Linked DNA regions of Sus scrofa: region 2 is linked to region 1. Evidence: chromatin contacts called from public HiChIP or PLAC-seq data. All regions are on one chromosome and are shown on one strand. Each heading gives the region's core, a stretch centred on a gene start, on an enhancer-like site or on the middle of the called end of the contact. The rest is flanking DNA. Distances are from core to core; before and after follow the strand shown.

What was found. HiChIP or PLAC-seq counts read pairs in DNA pulled down with a chosen protein or histone mark.
Region 2: a contact with region 1 is called in an H3K27ac HiChIP or PLAC-seq map of alveolar macrophages. The contact joins the promoter of GALNS here to the promoter of TCF25 in region 1. A contact is called at or near these places in 1 of 5 promoter capture datasets (liver) and 1 of 2 datasets of contacts at active chromatin or transcription factors (alveolar macrophages).

The regions. Positions count from the first base shown.
Region 1 is chr6:206,019-210,807 of Sscrofa11.1, forward strand. It overlaps TCF25 (transcription factor 25), which reads right to left and starts at 2,823. Exons shown (of 18, transcript XM_021097023.1): 1 at 2,496-2,823. The coding sequence starts at 2,687.
Region 2 is chr6:867,410-872,198 of Sscrofa11.1, forward strand. It overlaps GALNS (galactosamine (N-acetyl)-6-sulfate sulfatase), which reads left to right and starts at 1,875. Exons shown (of 14, transcript NM_213955.1): 1 at 1,875-2,039. The coding sequence starts at 1,923. TRAPPC2L (trafficking protein particle complex subunit 2-like protein) reads right to left here and starts at 1,844. Exons shown (of 4, transcript XM_013994398.2): 1 at 1,741-1,844; 2 at 202-374. The coding sequence starts at 1,773.

The DNA.
Region 1 (4,789 bases), core at 1,573-4,072:
TGACGGTGCGCGCCAGGGCACACGAGGGAGAAGAAGGACCAGACGAACTGGGAGGGGGCGTGTGACTCATTTCAAATCAGCAGGAAGGGTGCCTGAGACCCGAGGACAGGAGCGACCACGAACAGAGCTGGTCCAGGGAGAGGGGACAGCATGGGGGTGCCCAGCGTGGCTGGAGCAGAGCAAACAAGACTGGAGAGCGATGAGTGGGCCAACCTGGCCCCCACACCGCCGGGGGTCCTGAGGGAGGAGGGCTGAGAGCAGACGTGCGCGTCGCAGGGTCCCCGCGGCCGCTGCGTCCGGACAGTTGCAGAGGAACGAGAGGATGAGCAGGACTGGTGAGCACGACCCCGCCAGCGGCAACGGTCACACTGCAGGTACCGCAGCCTGAAGCCACCCAGGACCTGACAAGGGTGTGCAGGTGGGGTGTGAGGGAGGGAGAAAGAGTGGGGTGCCCTCTGGGCTGCTGGCTGTGGCGACAGAAAGAGTGGAGACGCCTGCACAGACGGGGAAGGAGGAGGAGGTGGAGAGGGCGGTGCGAGTTTAGACGCACCGAGGAGATGGGTGTGAGTCGGCGATGGGGAAGGAGGCCTGTGCTGGAGACACGGAGGCCGCAGCCGAAGGCAGGAGCGACGCGCTGAGCTGACTGGTCTCCGGCAGCCCCACGACCACCCCTCCTCTTCCTCACACCCAAGCACCTGGCTGTTCTTCTGACTCATTTATCTCAGACTTCTGTGCCCCTGTCCGTTCACCATCCTTGCTTCTTGAGCAGGAACATGAACTTTGCTTCGGAGACAAGGAGCGTGGTGTGGGTAAGAGCACCACTTCCCATCGAGCAGCAGGTGTCACTGCAGGTGGCACTTGCTGTCGCGCTTGTACAATGGGGACAATGACCTGCCCGACTGACGAACAAGACAGAGCAGCAGAGCCTGCGCGCGTAAATGTCCTCCAGTGACGGCTATTTGACACAAAACCTGGAGGATCTGGAATAAGGGGAAAACAGCCCTGACAGGAGGTCCAGGACACAGCCGACTGGAGCACGAGCCCATCACACCCTGTGCACAGAGGGATGGAAGGAAGAAGGGAGCTGGCGGTGCTTTCAGAGGTCAGAACAGCAACAGAAGGAGTTCCTGTCATGGCGCAGTGGTTAATGAATCCGACTAGGAACCATGAGGTTGCGGGTTCAATCCCTGGCCTTGCTCAGTAGGTTAAGGATCCGGTGTTGCCGTGAGCTGTGGTGTAGGTCGCAGACGCGGCTCAGATCCTGCGTGGCTGTGGTATAGGCCGGCGGCTACAGCTCCGACTGGACCCCTAACCTGGGAACCTCCATATGCTGTGGGAGCAGCCCCGGAACGGGCAAAAAAATAAATAAAATAAATAAATAAATTAATTAATTAAAAAAAAAAAAAACCAAAGTCGACAGAAAACTTAAGGATGCAGGATGGGATGGAAGCGCTGGGAAAACAACTGTGGAGGCTGAGGGGCACCTCTGAGGGTTACCCGTACGTCTCTGTGTATATCTGAAACTTCCCATGATACAAAAGTTAAAAAGAAAGAGGTGACAAGAAACGGGCAAGCAAGAAGGCTCCGAGGAGGCGAACGAAGAGTCAGGAGGACCCGAAGAACAACGGAGTCCCCCCTTCACCAGAACGACAAGGTCAGGCTCTTACCCAAGAGGAACAGGAGCAGCAATTTCTACACCCAACGCCCAGACTGGCAGCCCGCGCGCCCCACTGTCTCAGGAGGGGCCCGTAACTTGGCAACTTTCGGTAAAGTTGGGAGCAGTAGCCAGACCAAGAAGGAGCTGACAAGCATGGCTGGTTGCTCTATGGTCTTCAAAACTACTGCTACGCCTTCAAACACGCAGCAACAGCTGTGGAGTCCCTACGTGGGTGGGCACGAGGTGCTGGGGACATAAGGCCAGCGGAACAGGCATCCCTGCTGCACAGGGCGGTCAGGGCAGCAGGCGCTCCGCACAGACGTGCAAAAGTAGAGAATGAGGCCGGCGACAAGGAGACCCCGGTTGTTGTTACTTAATTCCCATCTACTGTGTCGTTTCTCTGGGCCAGACACCTGCCGGGGGGGACGCAGAGATGACCCAGAGCCAGACAATGAGCCCTGGGGTGTGTGGAAAAGATGAGAACGTTCGTGAAGGCCCTGCGATGACTCGGCTTCGGAGGCACTTAACCCTGAAATCCAGGTTGGAGCCCCGAGACCCCGCCCACCGCGCTGCGGTCCCGCCCCCAGAGCCGGCCACACCCACTCCGCCGCAGCGGGGACCCACTAACCCCGCCCATGGACGCTATGGCCCCGCCCCTCACCGCAGCCCAAACCCAACGTAGCACCGCCCCGTGGGCTCAGGCCACCGCCCACCCCCTTGGCCCCGCCCTCCCCACTGCAGCTCCGACCCCGCCGCCCCGCCCCGTGACGTCACGGACCCGCCACCTCGCAGGCCGCCCCCACCCGCTGCCCCCAGCCCCGGTAGCCCTGCTGCTCACCAGCTCGAACCGGTTGTTGACGCGGACGCCCTCCTTCCCTGTGCCCCGGGCACGCCGGCCACCTGGCCCCTGCTGTGGGCATTCTTCTTCTGCATCATCGTCATCATGGAGGACAAACTGCAGGGCGCCGGGCCCAAGGGGCTCCTGGCCGCGCTGTTCCCCCCTCAGCCTCCGGAGGGCCCGGCGCGACATAGGACCCAACAGCCGCTGACGTCTGGAGACCGGCAGAAGGAAGAGCAGAAAAGAGAGCGGCCGGCGCGCCTGCGCACTTACAGCGCGGTGGCGCGAGGCTGGCGCGTCGCGTCTGCGCGGTGCCGCTCTCCCGAAGTCCCGCCCAGTCGTCGGTATCATCAAAGAAGGTGCGTACGCTTCCGGACGAGTTCTCGCGAGAATGGGCGGGTCCGCCGGCCTCTGTTTCCTGTTCTGGAGGCGCGCCCGCGACGCACATCGGGACCGGGCGGGGCGAACCGGGGGCGCGCAGGCTCAGATCCTCAGGCCTCTGCTCTAGGCGGCGAGGTGGTGCTGTCGAGGTGGGGAGGCTCGGGCTGCAGCGGGAAGCCCGGGGGACCCAGTCCCGGTAGGTCGCCTCCACGGCCGGCGGCCAGACGATGCTGTGCTTGTGAGAAGTCGGCCCTCCGAAACGCAGGAGCTTCCCAAGCAGCGGATCGGGTCACCCCCTCCCCGGGAGACCCCGGGTCTGCCCTGGGAGTCTGCTTTTTGCTTGCGTCCCAGGTGATTCTCCTGTATACTGGGTGTGGGGATCCTTGGTCTGAGGTGGAGGCTTGCCACGCTTACGGTGTGTCCTAACGGTGATGATCAGGGGCCCAATCCCTAGAAATTCCGAGGTGGGGCCTGGCATTGATTTTCTCTTTATCTTCAGGAGAGTAGAATGCGCAGGCAGATTTGAGAAGCCCTGCACTGCAGAGGTGCAAGTGCCAGGCTAAGGTGGTTTGGCGTGGGTAATTGGCACTGAGCTGGGGTTGACTCAGTGTGGCGCCCAAGCCAGGCCCTAGACTGAGTTCTTACCTCCTCCTGGAAGGTAGATATCACTCCCCACCCTGCCCCTTTTACAGATAAAGACTTAAGAGAATAAGGAACTGGCTCAGGTAGAATCTGGATCTGCATTTGTGTCTGTGGCTCCGGAGTTCAGATGAGGAAGTCTGCCGACGGAGACCGAGAAGCAAGGCGGGTTGGGTTACCTGCAAGTACTAGGCCCTGGGATCGCACTGACTGGCACAGGCTGCTGCCTCAACCCCCTGCCCCACCCTCCAACCCAGCTACTGAGAGTTGGGCTCAGCTCAGACAGGACCTCCGGGGCACTGCCCTCCAGAGAATTCCGAGCATGCAGGGCCAGCCATGTCCACTAGATCTTGTGTCATCGCTGGCCCCCGGAGCGAACAGCTTATGCAGGCATGTTGCCTCGCCTGTGCTGGGAACGTGGGCCGGCCATCCCACGCAGAACTGCTCCTGCCTGGCTCCTGTGGGTCGGTGGCCATGAGGCTTCGAGCAGTACCTTACCCGAACAGGCAGCTCTGAACACTGTCTCTCCCTGTACTTTCCAAGGCCTGGTCCTCAGCAAGGGAAGTTTGGTTGTAAACACTTGCAGGGTAAGTGGCCTCTGTCTCTCATGATCTAAATTAGGGGAGGGCGCAGCACAACAATGGACGGAAAAAGCATGTATACATATATGTGTAACTTGGTCCCCATGCTGTATCGTGGAAAAATAAATAAATAAAATTTGTTATAAAAAAAATAAATAGGAGTTCCCGTCGTGGCGCAGTGGTTAGCGAATCCGACTAGGAACCATGAGGTTGCGGGTTCGGTCCCTGCCCTGGCTCAGTGGGTTAACGATCCGGCGTTGCCGTGAGCTGTGGTGTAGGTTGCAGACGCGGCTCGGATCCCGCGTTGCTGTGGCTCTGGCGTAGGCCGGTGGCTACAGCTCCGATTCAACCCCTAGCCTGGGAACCTCCATATGCCGCGGGAGCGGCCCAAAGAAATAGCAACAACAACAGCAAAAAGACAAAAAAAAAAGACAAAAGACAAAAAAATAAAAAATAAATCAGGGGCGGGGAGGCCTCCCAGGGCAGACACCACAGCTTTCTGCCCCTGGGATCAGCGGAGGTGAGCCCCCAGCCCCCGGGACCGACGGGAGCAGCGGGAACACCAGACCCTCCCTCCTGCTCACCTAGGATGGGCTTTCATTTCTAAGTGTTCTTGTGAGGACGAGAACCCGGGTCTCCCTCTGCTGGGAGTGCGGGCCTCCACGGGCCACCTGGTCTGTTTCCTCACTGGTG
Region 2 (4,789 bases), core at 625-3,124, 660 kb after region 1:
CCCCTATCATCCTCATTAAAGAAAAAAAGGAGTGAGGTGTTAATTGGCCGCAGGCTGCTCTCATTCCCCACTGGCCAAAAGCACGCATCTTTTTTTCCTTTCCAAGGGGGGTTAGGAGATGCTTTTCAAGGTGACCTGAGGCTGCAGTGCAGCCCACAAGGGCAGGGAGGCCCCAGACTCGAGCCGCTGGCATCAGGATACACCTTGTAGTCCTCCGTGGGGTAGAGGAGGCCCAGGTAGAGCTCCCTCTGGTCCACCAGCGCCTTCCCCATCGCGGAGATCTTCTCGTCCACCACGTCCAGGGACGTGTGCAGCATGTAGTGGAACTGGAGCTCGTTCTCCGTGGGGACGCTGCGGATGTAGAGAGGGTAATTCTGCAAGAAAGGATGCCGGCGGCTGGAGGGGCGCGAATCCACCCTGGGTGTACCCGGAAAGCAAGGCCAAGGGCACTCAGGAGGGAGGACCGGCCAAGTGCCTGTGACCAAAAGAACATGCGCTTGCTCCCCCAAACCCACTGCCTAATCTTCCAAGCTGCTGTGGGCACCGCCTTCAGGGAGCCAACCTAATCCGTGGGGGTTTCCAGCCTACCTGCCAAGGGGCATCATGAGGACGGGCAGACAAAAAAAGGACAGCTCTGGAAAGTGGGTTTGAGTGCAGTCTGTCACTCACCTTCACCTTCTGTGTGGAGAGCCCCGTCCCAGCACGTGCCCTCCTCTGGGCCCTGGAATACTGCCCGCTTCCCGCCATGCCAGCTACTGCAGTCTTGTGGCCCGGGGGGAAGCACTGACAGCCTCCCCCTCTACACCCTTAAGGCTTGGCTCCACCCTCCTTTCATCTCTGCACAGCCATTTCCCACCAACCTAACCTGAGAGTTAAGAGTGTCTTCCCAGGCTCCACAGGCCACGATTCACTGCTTCTGTCCCCAGCCTGGCACCGCACAGATAGAGCAAATACAAGGCTGTCCCTACCCCAATAAGGATGACACGGGGAAAACAGTCCAGAAACCCACCCACAGATAAACCTGGCACATGCCAGAGGGCTGCCAGCACTAAAGGAGCTGCAGGGAACCTGCTTCAGAGCCGGGTCTTACAGAAGACCCAGGAGACTTTGTGCAGGAGCAGCGCGCGGATGGCCACGCAGCTCAGTCTTAGGATTCAGAAACAGCTTCTAGAAGAAATCTATGGCGCCCGGTAAAGGGATGGGAATGGGGCAGGGGGAGGGACGGGTTCCAGGTGCAGAGGCCGGATGCGAAAGCGCAGAGCCTGCCCGGGAGCTGCAGGTTATTCCGTTGGTTGGAGTGGAGGGCGTGTCGGTGGCACAGGGAAGGAATTCAGACAGAATCCTAAGGTCATGAAAAGCCACTGTTGAGGTTTCAGGCAGGGGTGCGCCACGGCCTGATTCGGAGAAGGGACAGTCGATGGTCCAGGGTGATGGCCTGCACGGCGGGAGCGCACAGCGCAGAAAGATGGACAAAAGTGGACGTCGAGAGTCGGGAGCAAGAATCCACAGAGCCAGCGGACGGACGGACGGCCGGGCGGAGCGGGGGCCCGGACGGAAGAGGAGGGCCCGGCCTGTGACGCTCCGGTAGCGGCAGGTGCAGGCCCGGGCGGCACCTCCCCTGGGCCCGCCCCTGGCCTCCGCGAAGCCCCCGGGCCCCCCTCCCGAGCCCTCCGGGCAGGGAAGGAGGGGAGGCGGAGAGCGAGGCTGGCGCGGAGCGGGCCGGCCCGCCTGCGTACGCACCTCCTTAGCGATCACAGCCACGCACACCGCCATGTTGGGAGCCCCGCCGGCCGCGTCACGTGACGACGCCGGTCACGTGGCAGACCCGGCCCCGCCCCCCGCCCGCCCGCCCGGAAGAACCGCCTGCTTGGCTCGCCGGGTGCCCGCGGTTCCTGGGCTCTTCGGCGCTGGGCGCTGTTGCCATGGCGGCGGTTGCTGCGGCGACTCGGTGGCACCTGCTCCTGGTGCTGAGCGCCGCGGGGCTGGGCGTCACGGGCGCCCCGCAGCCCCCCAACATCCTGCTCCTGCTCATGGACGACGTGAGTGCGGGCGCGGGCGGGGCTCCCGGGACGGCTGCGTTCGGGCGGGGGCGCGGCGGGGGCGGCAGCGCCGGGCCCTGCCACCCGCCACCTGGCCCGTGGGAGAAGCTGAGGTGAGGTGGTCGTGTCCAGGCCGGGCCAAGAGCAGACCCTCCTGCCCTGTCTCCTTCCCTGCCCCTCCCGCGCTGGAAGGACAGACGGCAGCCTAGACCCGCTGGCCGCTTGAGGGCCAGCGCCCCTGCTCACCCTTGTCTCCTCCCACTGCTGGGGTGTCTGGGGCGGGGAAGGTGGGCATTTGCTGACCGTGACCCCAGCCTGCCTTCCCTGAAAGTCGCCTCCCTTTCCTCTGGCTTAGGGGACCTGCCTTGCCAGGGCCTGTCCAGACTACCTGGTCTGGCTGCTCTGGTCCTGCTGAGAATTGTGACCAAAGGTCAGGCCTTTGTGGGATGGGGAAGAACAGAGCCGAGAAATGTCCCCTGTTGGGTGTTTGTAGCCCTGGGCCCGAGGTCACGCGGCTCACCCTGGTGGGCCGGCCCTGAGGTGTCCACTCATCCCTTTGTGAGTTTGTCCCCGTGCTCCTTACCCAGGAAGTCAGAGTGGTGTTCTTTTTCTTTCTTTTTTTTTTTTTTTTTCCTTTCTAAGGCTACACTAGCAGCATATGGAGAGTCCTAAGCTAGGGGTCTCATTGGAGCTACAGCTGCCACACCTACACCACAGTTCACAGCAACGCTGGATCCTTAACCCACTGAGCGAGGCCAGAGATTGAACCCGCAACCTCATGGTTCCTAGTCAGGTTCGTTTTGTCCACACCATGACAGGAAATCCCAGAGTGTATTTTTCAGACACTTTTTTAGGAGTGAAGTGGAGGTTCTGAAATTCGTCCACGTGAGCGTCGGGGTAAAGTGGGGTCGAGGACAGAGCTGGGCTGAGGTCCCATCCCTCTGAGCTGTGGGGGGACTGCAGCCTTTGGGTCTCCCCTCCTTGCTGTCCTGAGGGCTGAGGCAGCGCTTAGGTCCTGCACACAGCTCCTAAGCCTGTGAGTCCAGAGTGGTGACAGTGTCTCTGGGGCCCTGGTTGGCTGCAAGATGAGGTTGCCAGGAAGTCCAGGGCGAGATTGGAGGGTTGGAGCCTTCAGCACAGCCTTGACCTCTCGCGGGGAGGGGGGAGGTGCTGGAGCCTGAAGTCCATCACCCACGGCAGCAGTTGGACCAGTCATGGCCGCGTAACAAAACCTCCACAAAAGCCCTCAGCCCTGGGCTTCAAGGGGTTCCAGGCTGGCGGACACATTGCGGCCCAGAGAGGGCAGGGTTGCTCTTCCCACAAACCCCGCCCAGGTCGTCTCTTGTACCTGTTGAGACAGGAAAGAGGTAAACACAGTGCCAGCCTGAGTTCTGGGAGCTGTTCTAGGAAATTATCCAGCTGGGGGAGGTTGTGGGAGCCCGACTTGCAGGAGGCCTGGGACTTGGGGCTGGCATCTGAATTTGGGGGTGGGGGGGTCCTTGTGGGGCTGAGCCCTGACCTGTGAGGGCAGAGGCCAGGTTGGGGTCAGAGGTGTCAATTGGAGCCAGGCTGTTGGACTCCCACATGGGGCCTGGAGCCTGGAAAAGAGGTTGGTGTGGTGCCCCCACCCCCATACTTGGTGCCAGAATTGTTCTGAGTGAAAATAGCCCAGAGTTCCCCAGAAGGCCAGCAGAGATCTCACAGGAGCCTCTGACCGAGGCCGTGAGCCTCAGGTGGCTGCCAGGGGGTCCTGGCTGGTTGGAATTGCGAGACGCTACGTGTGTAAAACACATTGGGTTCCTAAGATGCAGTACAAGAAAAAGACACAGGAGTGCCCACCTATGCAGGTGTAGAGATGGTGCATAGTCCGTGCAGCCGCAGCGGAAACGAATCCAACTAGGATTCATGAGGTTGCAGATTTGATCTCTGGCCTCGCTCAGTGGGTTAAGGATCTGGTGTTGCCCTGAGCTGTGGTGCAGGTCGCAGATGCGGTTCGGATCTCATGTTACTGTGGCTGTGGCGTAGATCGCAGCTGTAGCTCCAGTTCAACCCCTAGCCTGGGAGCCTCCGTATGCCTCGAGGGTACGGCCCTAGAAAGTGAAAAGGAAAGATAAGCCCAGAAAGATGGCAGAGAGACCTCGAGCTGACCTGCTTCTCTCGAGTCGTGTGCATTGAGACTGACAGCTTCCACAGCGGGCTCCATAGCTCATGCCTTGGGAGCCGTTCTGATGGCTGGTACGGGGACCCTGTTTGTGGGTCTCGGGAACGCTGGCTCTGTGTCACTTCCAGCCTCCTTGGAGCTGATGCTCCCAGGCTCGGGTTCCTGCCCTGCCCATTCTCCAAGGTGAAGGCTCACCAGCAAGGTTTGGCCCTGCAGGCCTGCTGGAGGGACGTGTTCTGGATTTCTGGGGCTGAATAGGTACCATGTGTGCCCATAGCCACCTGTTCCCCAGCTGCTGGGCTGCAGGCTCAGCCAGGCGGCTCCCTGGCCTGGTGGAGGCCCTGAGCGGCAGAGCGTGACTGTGTCTTACTCAGGGGCCTGACGCAGGGCCCCTGGCTGGGTGTGCAGGGTGGGGCCCCAGGAAACTGGCACAGCGGGCCAGGAGGCCCAGGGCCTCTCCTGTGCGGTTCCTCCTTGTGGCTTTGAGGTTCTTCAGCAGCTGAGAGCCTGAGAAGTCGGGGAGACCCCTGTCCTGGTCACTGAATGACAAAAAACACATCCGGGCAGCTTTAGCAGCTCCCATCACGGC